Linked DNA regions of Oryctolagus cuniculus: region 1 is linked to region 2. Evidence: chromatin contacts called from public Hi-C data. All regions are on one chromosome and are shown on one strand. Each heading gives the region's core, a stretch centred on a gene start, on an enhancer-like site or on the middle of the called end of the contact. The rest is flanking DNA. Distances are from core to core; before and after follow the strand shown.

Region 1 (5,315 bases), core at 356-2,855, 170 kb before region 2:
TCATTGGAAAAAGCCATAGAAGTCATTTGGAGTTTTAACTTAAGAAAGAATTTGGTAACAGTAGAGGTTGAGAAGAACTCTCATGGGGGCCTTGTGCAGCCTCACCAGTGAGGGCTTTGAGCTGAGGCGTTGACCTTGCCTTGACAAGGATGGCCTCTTGCACTGGGCAGGAGCAGGGCGAAAGTGGCACCAGGATTCTGCAAACCCCAGGAATGTACAACCACAGAAGCAATGGAGCAGTAAAACCACATAGAAAGCCATGTTGGAAGTACATTTGATTCATCAAAGCTACCCTTATGCTTCTACTAAAGTATTATCAGGAAAGATAGCTATAGATATATTGTAAAATGTATAATATATATATATAAATATTATATATAAAGCTGCTTTTCCTGAAAACACTAATCAATAGGTATGAAATACAAACCTATATACAAATATATGTATATGTACATATATAGTCATATACACAGACACATGTATATTGTTAGTTTGAGCATATAATGCTAACTGCTATAGCAAACAAACCCCCAAATCTCATTTACTTTTATTACAGTTGCAAAGAACACTTGGAAATGTGACCATTCAGTGGGTCAAAAAAGAGGACAAGGTAGTTTGTTCCACATCTAGCCAGCCTCTGCCTTGTTTTCATGATCATCATCATCACTGCCACCACCATACCTTAGTTGGAATCAGTACACTTTATTAGACTTTTCCAAATACTTTTTGTGGTTTTTGGCACCAGTGTTGTGGCCAGCAGGTTAAACCACTGCTTGTGCTAACTGGCATCCCATATCAGAGTACTAGCTCAAGTCCTGACTGTTCCGCTTCCAATCTATCTCCCTGCTAATGCATCTGGGAAAGCAGCAGATGACGGTCTAAGTACATAGGTCCCTGCCATCCATGTGGGAGACCCATATAGAATTCCTGGCTCCTGGCTTCATCCTGACCCAGTCTGGGCTTCTGCTACCATTTGGGGACTGAGCCAGCAAATGGAAGCTCCCTCCCTCCCTCCTTCCCCTTCTCTCCTTCCCTCCTTTTCCTCCCCTCCCTCCCCTCCCTTCCCCTCTCCTCCCTTCTCTCCCCTGCCTTTCTCCCTCTGTCCTTCTCTGCTTCTCCCTCTCCCTCTCCCTCTCTCACTCTCTCACCTCTTCCTTTCAAATAAAGTAAATAAATCTTATTGGAAAAGTATGTAAAAGGTACATTCATTGATACTTTAATTTTTAGATGTTTTTGTTTCAGTCTCACTTAAATTAGTGACTAACAAATAGATTCAATTTGCCCCAGCTAGGTAATTTAACCTCTCCCTCCCCACCCTACCCCCGTGCCAACAGTTTGAAGGGATGTGCCTTATTTTGTAGAATAAAAGATTTATTCAGTTATTCAACAAACCTCAAAGGACAGTCTGTGTGCCTGGTACTAGGTAGCCAGGGGTAAGCAGAAACAGACAAGTGGCCTGCTCTCAGAACGTTTCTGTTCTGTTAAGGGAGATGGACACAGTGTTTGAAAAGAAAGGAGCCTGTTCTGAGAGAGTTACAACAAAGGAAGCTGACCTAGACGGAGGGGTCAGGGCAGGCATTCCTGAGGAAGTGATACTTCACTGAGCTGTGCGGACTGAGTCGGAGTGCAGACATCTCAGACAGTGGACTGAGGAAGTGAAAGAAGGCCAGTGTGGTGAGAGCTCACAGGTCGAAGAGAAGCACAATGCGAGACGAATTCTGAGACCATGACGACTTAGGCCTCGCAAAGGATTTTGGCCTTTTTCCCAAAAGTAAAGCAAAGCCCAGCCATTTTATTACTTCTTACACCCCTCATCCATTGCAAGTGTTCCTGCAAGGTCTTTAGCAATGGGGGAACTACGGAAGCAACAACGAAAGAGTGTGGAGGAACCTTTTCCCTAAGTGCTGTGGCTTCAGTCACACAGCATGTATTCCACATCCCTCCACTCTGCTTGTTGTTTCCTAGAACGGAAAGGAAGATGAGCCTACAGGAAACACAGCTTAGTCAAGAGCACGACCTGAAGAGCAAAAGAATTTCCCTATGCCAAGCATGAGCCTCGTCTACATTTTCCACCACACAATTTAGTAGACAGGTGCGGTAGATTTGGAGCCATACTCGTAGGCCTTCCTTCTGCCTGCCAGTCCCTTCAGATCACAGCTTTGTGGCAGGGGTTTTCAGAAATGGGTCTAGATGACAGCTTTCTTGTTCCTGGGCCAGGATGCTTCCCACGGTTCTACACGAATCCCTTGTCGTTCTCCCTTCGTCATGATGTTAAAAATATCCTTCCTGACTGGGCCAGACCTTTTATTCTTCATCCACTCTTCTCCCCACTGAACGGCCTTTCTTTCCCTTCTAACTTTAACAGTGGCACTCAGGACTCCCATCTCCAAAAATCTACCCCAACAACAAATGTGTTGATTTCATTGTTCCTCCCAAGGAATACAGTAGGTATATGAGGGGATTGTCTACAGTTTTCTTGGAAACACAAACAGAACTCTGGACTCTGAGCTGGTGACTGCAGACTTTGGTGACTTGATAGAGGAGAAACCAGTAGAATCTGAAGTCTGTCTTTGTTTTAGATTTGCTGGAAAGCTATGGTCAAGCTGTTAGAGTGTGCTTCCTTGGTTTGTTAATTCATGGGCCCAAGGTAGTCATGCATCCCGTACAAGATGATTAAAGCAATGGGAAGGCATTCTGCAGTTAATCCAGTTCTTCCTGCCCATGCTGCCCAATGAATGTTGTTCCTGAAGGTTAAATCTTGCCAACAGACTAACATCATGAATCTCCCAGACTCCTAGGTAGAGGAGAGTCGGAGACATCAAGGCCTTATATTCCTGACCTGGATTATCTGATCTCATCTCATTTCACACATCCTGGGCTAGTTGTGTTTTCTAAAAGGCTCCATCTTCTTCTGACCCTCTGCTTTCCTGCTTTCTGTGTGGGGCACTGAAAAGCCTCTCCCACGTGTCTGTGTCTCAATCTTACATGGCCATTTCTAGTGCCATCCAATCCCTGAAGATTCCCTTTGTCTTCTAAGTTGGAAGTAATCACTTCCTCCTCTATTCACTTTATGACACGGATTCTTAATTCACATGCTTACACTTTTATATGTGTGTCTTATATTTACGATAAGAAAAGCCTTTGGGAGTAAGGTCTATCAACTTGATCTTTGTGTTTCCTAGAGCTCCTTCTAATGGGAAAAAATGCTTTGAGGTCGGTAAGAATTAAGGTCAAATTGGTCTCTAGGATGAAAGACTTTGCTTATTAATCTGAACAACTTTTAAAACTTCTCTGAACTTCATTACTTCTTCACCAGGAGCATGGAAATATCTCATTGGAAGGATTAGATGAGGAAACTTCATTTTGAACTCCTGGTATGAGACTGACTCGTGTCAGAAACAACACTTTATATTTTTTACACATTTCTCTGTGGTTGGTGTTTAATGTTTGCATGACATATAATATAAGTAATAATGCCAATGTGAATTCTTTTTTGTAATTTTTAAAAGATTTATTTATTTATTTGAGAGGCAGAGTTACAGAGAGAGGGAGACAGAGAGAGAGATCTTCGATCTTCATTACCCAAATGGCTGCAATGGCTAGAGCTGGGTGGATCTAAAGCCAGGAGCCAGGAACTTCTTTTTGGTCTCCCACATGGGTGCAGGGGTTCAGTCACTTGGACCATCTTCTGCTCTCCCAGGCCATTAGCAGGGAGCTGGATTGGAAGTGGAGCAGACAGGACTCCATCCAGTGCCCACATGGGATGCCTACTAAACAGGCAGAGGCTTAAGTACTATGCCACAATGCTAGCCCCAGTTGTGAATTCTTCTGTAGTACATTTTATCTTTTAAGATGGGTAATCTGCTGTCCTAATTAATGGAGGAGAAAGCTGAGACTCAGGGATGCCAGTCTTCTGTCCAAGTTGACACAGGTGTCATAGGGAACTCAAACCTGAATTCAGGCCATCAGACTCCAGGACCTGGGTTCTTGTTACTGGGTTCTTGATACTTTCTCAATATTGAATTATCACTTAACAGCTAACACAGCTTATAAATCCAGCCCTCGTCAGGTCGTAATAAAGTCCGTTCACTCTGTCAGGCCTTGGGAGATAAATCACAGCTTTCCTGTAAGCTCTTTCCGCCCAGGCTAAACATCCCAACTCCATTATTCTCTCTCTCCTCCCAGGTCAGATGTTCATCTCCCTCCCTGTGCCTGTCATGGTCACTCTGCCCTGGACAGGCTCTGGTTCTTTTATGTGCATCTTAAAGTGCAGAGTATAGCTGCTTTGAGATACTAATCAGTGAGGTGGGAGACATAGATGATATAGTTCCTAGTGTCAAGGAGCTCTTCAGTGAGGCCTCAGTGTAGCCAACTTCCTGCCATGCTCAAGCACTCATAGCCACTTGATAAGGCCATGCTGGAAACTTGCCACAGAGAAACTGGGGAGTGATGCCTATGAGAAGGGAGCTTTCACTCTATATAGATTTTATGAACTCTGTCACTTGATGGTGGATTTTCTTGCTCAGTATCTTAAAATACAACAGCAGTCTAGGTTCCTCCCTCTTCACTTTGGAGTGATTAAGTAGTAGGAATGAAAAGTTATTTAATTGCCAGTTCAGCTACCTGCATGTATTTGTTTTACTTCTTTCCATTTCAGTATAAGCCAAGGCTTCTTCATAATAAAAATAATCCAGAATTAGTCAACTGCCTTTTAACAGGTTTTCATTCAGTCTGCCACAGCAAGAAGATTCCAATTTTACAACATCACCTTTAGCGTAAAAAATAAATAAATAAAAGCTCTCACTCAGCTAATTAGATTTTAACTCTCACAGCATCTCCAGTAACTGTTAACAAAGTCATTACTTCCATTTGGACATTGTACTCTATCTTTGGATAAAATTTAATCAGAAAGAATTATAACTCTTTTAATACCCATTTAACCTTTATATTCATGATTGATACAAAACCATTAAAATTTAAAGCCCCTTTTTTATGGACTTGTAGCTGATCCACTTTTTCTCAGCAATATTTTTTAAATAGTTGTTCAAGCTCTACCCAGGGGTCAGTGCAAACTTCCTGGCATCCCCATTGACTGCTTTCCATCTCCATGTGCTCCGTGCTCTATTAATGATTTTAATAGTGACTTGCTATTTTAAGGAAGTGCTTTATTAATGCCACTAAATCCATTTTTATTGTTGAAATCCTTTTTCTTTCCAGCATTGGAAGTCTTTCATGTTTTCTGTATTCAGAATATATTAGGACTTAACGTCCCATAGAGCATGCTTTCTACCTTTAGATTATGGGTTATATCAGCA
Region 2 (5,394 bases), core at 1,624-4,123:
TGTGCTAGGAAGGTTCTATATATGACATTGTGCAGACCTCATATGGTTCTAATAAAACACTAGCCGTCTGTACTGACAGCACACAGTCTGTGCTAGGCACTATGTTTAGCCCCTTGATCTATTAACTGATTTAATTCACACAACAATTTAATTCACACAACAACTATATAGACACATATATTATATATGTCTATATGTCTATATATGTCACATATATATGTCTATAATATAGACATTCTTATTTTATATATGAAGAAATCCAGGCATATGAAGCTTTGAACACTCACTGAAGTCATGTAACTGGATTCAGATTCCAAATTAAGTAGCCCAGTTGTAGAAACAGCCATTCACACGCATGCATTCCCCTCCTTTCCTGACCTATCACAGCCAGCAGTGCTCAGAACTGCCTCTAGGAGGTGTAATTGTACCCACTGGACACATGACACAACAAAGGCCTAGAGAGATTCAGTACCTTATCAATATTGTACAACTGGTCAGTGTGGAATCTGGGAAAGTAGGTATAGATCTGCCTGTCATCTCTCCCACTCATCTGTGCCAGCAGAGAAACCTGGCAGTGGCTAGCCTAGGTAAATTCAGCTGTCTATAGTTGTCTGGAGGTTTGTGATTCTTGAACATTTCTGTGCATTTGCTGTGTTCAGTTTGTGGGACTGGACCCTGTGTACGCTGAGTAGGGTAGGGATTCATGAAGACTAACATACGGTCCTTGTCTCTAAGAGGTAAATGAAAAATCATCACGTCTCTTCCCTTTGCTTCCTTTGTCAGCACCTTCCTTGGTGCTGCCTCTTAATCTCCCATGATAAAGATCTGGAGGTGACAGGAATAGCCCAGGGAGACCCAGGCCAAGAGGTAAGGCCCAAGTGGTCAACCATGGTGAGAGGCTGACGTAGGTCCTGCTGGAGAGTGGGACCAGCCTAGTTATATGAAGACAGACGAAGTGATTGGGCTTCCCACTCTGGGCAAGTATGGGAGCCAGTCTTGGGAGAGGTGGCCTCTGACCTCTAGGCAGAGGAGGCCAGTCACGAGGGTGGCTTACACCCAGGTCACTTGTAGCCCTCCTCTGACTAAGAGGATTCCTGCTCCCCCTTGCAGATTAAAGCACACGTGCTCCACACAGCCTGGGATGGCTTTGGCTCCTGACCTGGCCACTCATCAGCAGATGATTGTGAGCAAGTCACTTCCTCCCTGTTAGACTCCATTGCTACAGGGGCGCTGGAGAAATGAGCATAGGACTTTTCACTTTGCTTGTGCCGTCTGGATTCGGTCATCAAGTTCCTGAAAACACTTGGCAAACTGTGAGCACTAGGTGCGTGTGAGATGCTGACAGGAAGAAAAGTCTAAATTTGGCCCCCTCTATAGTTCCTCATAACAGAATTGTGCTGACATAGGACACAAAAGATTTGATGCTAACATAATTGCCAAGAAAAATGGGCACAGTTTCCATGCTGTGCAACTATTATCCCCATGATTGAGAATCAGCCGGCATGAGCAGGTTTTCCGGTGTGGGTAAGGGAGTAGGGAGGGGTAGGTGCTAAACCAGGAAAGGAGAGGGAATGCTCATCTGTCATACAGATCCACGCCTAGAGTCACTGGCACTGAAGTGAGACTTGTTTCAGGTGACCCTTCGATAAGGCAAAGGAGAGGAGGTCTCTTGGGCTGGACTGTGCTGATTCACCTTCGTGCTCTGTGCCACACTCCAGTGCCACATCCCAGCCTCAGTTTCTCCACCTGTAAAACGAGATACTATTTGTCCGCTGCCGGTTGAAAAGATCGAGGCTCTTCCCATCCATTAGATATGCATGAGATTTCTAAGGCTGGAGATGACTGGGGTAGGAAACAAGCTGTCGCCTCAGTCCTGGACTGAGGCCTCTTAACCCAGTTCTGGAATGCAGCACTGGGCGCTGGCGGGAGGGAGTGAGAGGATTCGTGTGCGTCAGTAAGTGTGCGTGCTTCTAAATGAATCACTTGGTATCTAGCAGGGCAGCACCTGCTCCTCAGTCTCCAACGGCAGCGCGAGCAACAAGATCATTCAAAAGCGGCCGCTTTCCATTCACGTCTATTATTAGAGCGCAGGCTGCAGCGGTGCTGGAGCTGCAGGCGGAGGCTGGGAGGTGGGGGTGGGAAGGGGGAGAGGGGGAGGACTCGGGGCGGGGCCGAAACTCCCTGGCCCCGCCCCCCGCCTCCCAGGGCGGGAGTCGCCAGAGTGCTCCTGTCCACCCCACACCCACCCTCTATCCCTGCTGTGTCTTGGGGTTGGCTCTGCTCACTGCAGGATTCCTGGACGACGGGCCCTCCGAACCCTCACTTGGGATGGCTCTGGTGCAGTCAGTAAGCACCTTTAGTGCTGTGCCTCCAGCAGGGCAGCTATATTTAGAGTGGCAACCCTCCCCGCCCCGCAGGCCCGGGCCCCGCCCTCTGCTAGCCCGCTCGCTCCGCCCCGCTCCAGCCGCCCCTCCCAGCCACCTCTCCCTCTTTGTCGCATTACATAGTAATCTGAGATGCATTGGATGAGCTCCAGGGAACAGAATGTACTTGGCAGAGACACGGGGCTTGATGTCTGCAAAATGTCGGAAACGCAGCCAAGAGCTGCTAACTGGGTCATTAACCTCCAAAAGCAAAGCGAAGACTGTAGGCCCGCTCTGCCTCCCTTCATCTCGCCAATAAAAGTGCCTCAGTGTGAGGGAAGAAAAAGCCCAAGGTTGGCGGCTTTGATTTCTAGGCACCAAAGGCAGGCCCATTCCTTCCTCCCGGCCGGGCCCCAGCCCCTCCGCGCCACCCCTGCGCCGCATCACGGTTTACAAGTGGCCTTTGAAGGCCCAGCAGCCCCACAGGGCCACACTGGCACCTCTGTAAAGACGTGACCTGACAGCCTGGCCTGCCCTACACACGGCCTTGGGCCTGCTTCCCTGGGTCTGAGGAGAGAGGGGTGGGGGGAGCCGGGGTGTAGGGAGGATGGGTCACCTGCCAAAGGAGAGGATCTTAGCCATCCCTAGCCTCACTCCTTCACCCTCTCCTCCTCCTCTTCCTTCTCCTCCTCCTCCACTACCTCCTCCTCCCATCACCCCTCCCCTCTACCCTCTTTCTGTCTTCTGCGCCTTCTGAGAGTAGCCTGGGAGGTTAGTGCATAAATACATGGCCCGACTCCAGGAGACTTCAGTTGAGTGGCAGCTCTGTCACTCACGAGGTGACCTTGGGTGAGTCACTCACTTCTCTGCTCTTTAATTCCCTGATTTCTTAATTGTTCACCCTAATAACACCTTCCTGACCTACCACAAGACACAGTGAGATCCCAAGGGGAAAGTCTCTGACTGCTTGACCCTTACCCCTCTGAGAGTCTCATGGTCTGAGTTCCTCTGACCTTGTGTGAACTCCTGGAAAATACGAATAATAATGGGCTCACCAGGGAGCTTCAAAGATTTGAATAGTTGCCAGGGGCTAGCCCCTCAAATCCACCCCCAACAAGTTTTCCAACCCTGTTGGATTGCCTAACAGTCACTTCCCCTAATGTTCAAATCCTCTTCTGCAGTGGCTGGAGAAAGTGCTTGGTGCGGAAGCCAAAAGAGGTAGTTCAGTTCCTCAAATGAGACTCCCCTACTAGTTGGAGGGGAAACAGCCAGCCAGTGAGACCTGCAGCAGCCTCTGAGATGTGGCTCTGGGGGAGTCTCAACAGAGGCCCAGGACAGGGGAAACTGATCTGTGCAGCTACACTTAGGAAAGCACGGCAGTATCTGGAAAACTGGAGCCAAGACCAGCCTGGCATCAGGAGCCATCTCTCTGTGTTGTTAGTACGCTTTCCACTGTAGATACATCAGATGGCCTCTTCCCTTCTCACTGTGGAGGTAGGGGATGTCTTTTTAAAAAATCTTTAAAAATCATTTGGATGCAGTGGATTCCATTTGACCCCTCACTGTCACACACAGACACCCTTTGCTACCTGCAAAACTTAGTTCACATGCCTACTCCCATACCAAGATGTGATCTCTTTCTCCTTTAACTTTTTCTAAGGCTTTTCCATAATGGCTCAAAATAACCAGGCAGCCTTGTATCCGCCATATCTATGCTTGAGCAGTAGAGGGCTGGAGACTTTTTGTTGTTGATCTCAACCCTGATGGCTAGATGACAGAACATCCTGATTTGCTATCATAGTTTATGCCTTTTGTCCTGGTTTAAGTAATTATGAGTAGCTCCCTCATTTACCTTGAAGTAGTCTGCTTTGGGTGATAAACTGTGTGGTTACCTTACTGAAGGTCTCCTCTCCAAGAACCAGACACATTAGTAGGGGCTCAGTAAATGTAGTGAACTGCTTTGAAGAACAATGAAGAGCAGCTTCTCATCTGATTCCACAGGGCTCTAGGCCCTAACCTTCTAACCCACCTTGTGGAGACATGCTACCACTTCCCTGAGGAAGGACTGCACAAGGACCTATTGCCACTTTCCTTTTTGACAAGGCTTTCCAGGATTTCAAAATGCTCTGACTCAACAAGAAGTTGCTTACCACAACCCTTCCCTTTCTTCTCAATCCTGAAACACTGGATGTTGAAAATAGTATCAAACATCAGAGATGGTTAGAACCTGGATTGTGGGATGGAGGTCACTTCCAGCCTCAACTGGATGTTTTTTGGCCTTGCCTCATTTCCTTGGCAGTCCAAGTCTTCCAAATTACTTTCATTTACGTAGTTGTCTTATGGGGTAGGTATAATTTGGGAAGCTCACAGCTCTTTTATTATAAAATATGTAGTTAGCATTCTAGGTTCTGTTCAAAGAGGCTAGGAATTACAAGCTCCCTTATTACCCTTGCATGTTATAATAAAAAGTACTGAAACATAAGCCTGTTAAAGTATTCGTTGACTTTTTAACAAAGATATTGAACATTTGGAAATAACAACAGGCAAGATGACTGGCATGGTGATGGAGTACCAGCTTCAGGGTCTGGAAGCCTGGGTCATCTTCTCCTCTGACTCACTGCTTGCTAGAGAATGAATCATGTGCCCTTTCTCAGCATTGGGTCTCACTTCCTTCATCTCCCCTATAAAATGGGTGTATTTGCCATTTCTGCCACACAGGAGTGGGCGGAGGCTTTAAGAGTCCTCACTAATTACAAGGAAATATTAAAAGCAAAAATAAACGGTAAGAATGTTTTCAACTGACTGGAGAGGCACACATGGAGGGGCGGTAAGGCTATTTTATGATGCTGCTCTAGTTTCTAGACACCCTGGTTCACTGAGCCCTGCCTCTCAGAAACTGAAAGTGGGCATGAGAGCCTGTTTCAAGACAGAGGTGGCAATGAGTCTAGTCTGACAAAGGGGAAGCAAAACTCTTAGGAGATACTGCTTGGCAATCAAGACAGGGAACATGGAAACAGGAATCAAAGATAAA

What was found. A called contact is a pair of places that touch in the nucleus more often than the background predicts.
Region 1: a Hi-C map of an unstated tissue shows a contact between it and region 2, with 3 times the contacts expected there. The contact joins two enhancer-like sites. A contact is called at or near these places in 2 of 6 Hi-C or Micro-C datasets (skin fibroblasts and an unstated tissue).

What each region holds. Positions count from the first base shown.
Region 1 is chr4:90,864,876-90,870,190 of mOryCun1.1, reverse strand. All of the region lies in intron 9 of LPP (LIM domain containing preferred translocation partner in lipoma), which reads left to right. Among named protein-coding and RNA genes, the nearest start is that of MIR28, 110 kb to the left of the region's middle. Within about 2 kb of position 1,605, at least 1 of the 8 cell types and tissues checked has an H3K27ac peak or open chromatin away from gene starts, as enhancers often do.
Region 2 is chr4:90,693,185-90,698,578 of mOryCun1.1, reverse strand. No RefSeq gene overlaps it. Among named protein-coding and RNA genes, the nearest start is that of TPRG1, 240 kb to the right of the region's middle. Within about 2 kb of position 2,873, at least 4 of the 8 cell types and tissues checked have an H3K27ac peak or open chromatin away from gene starts, as enhancers often do.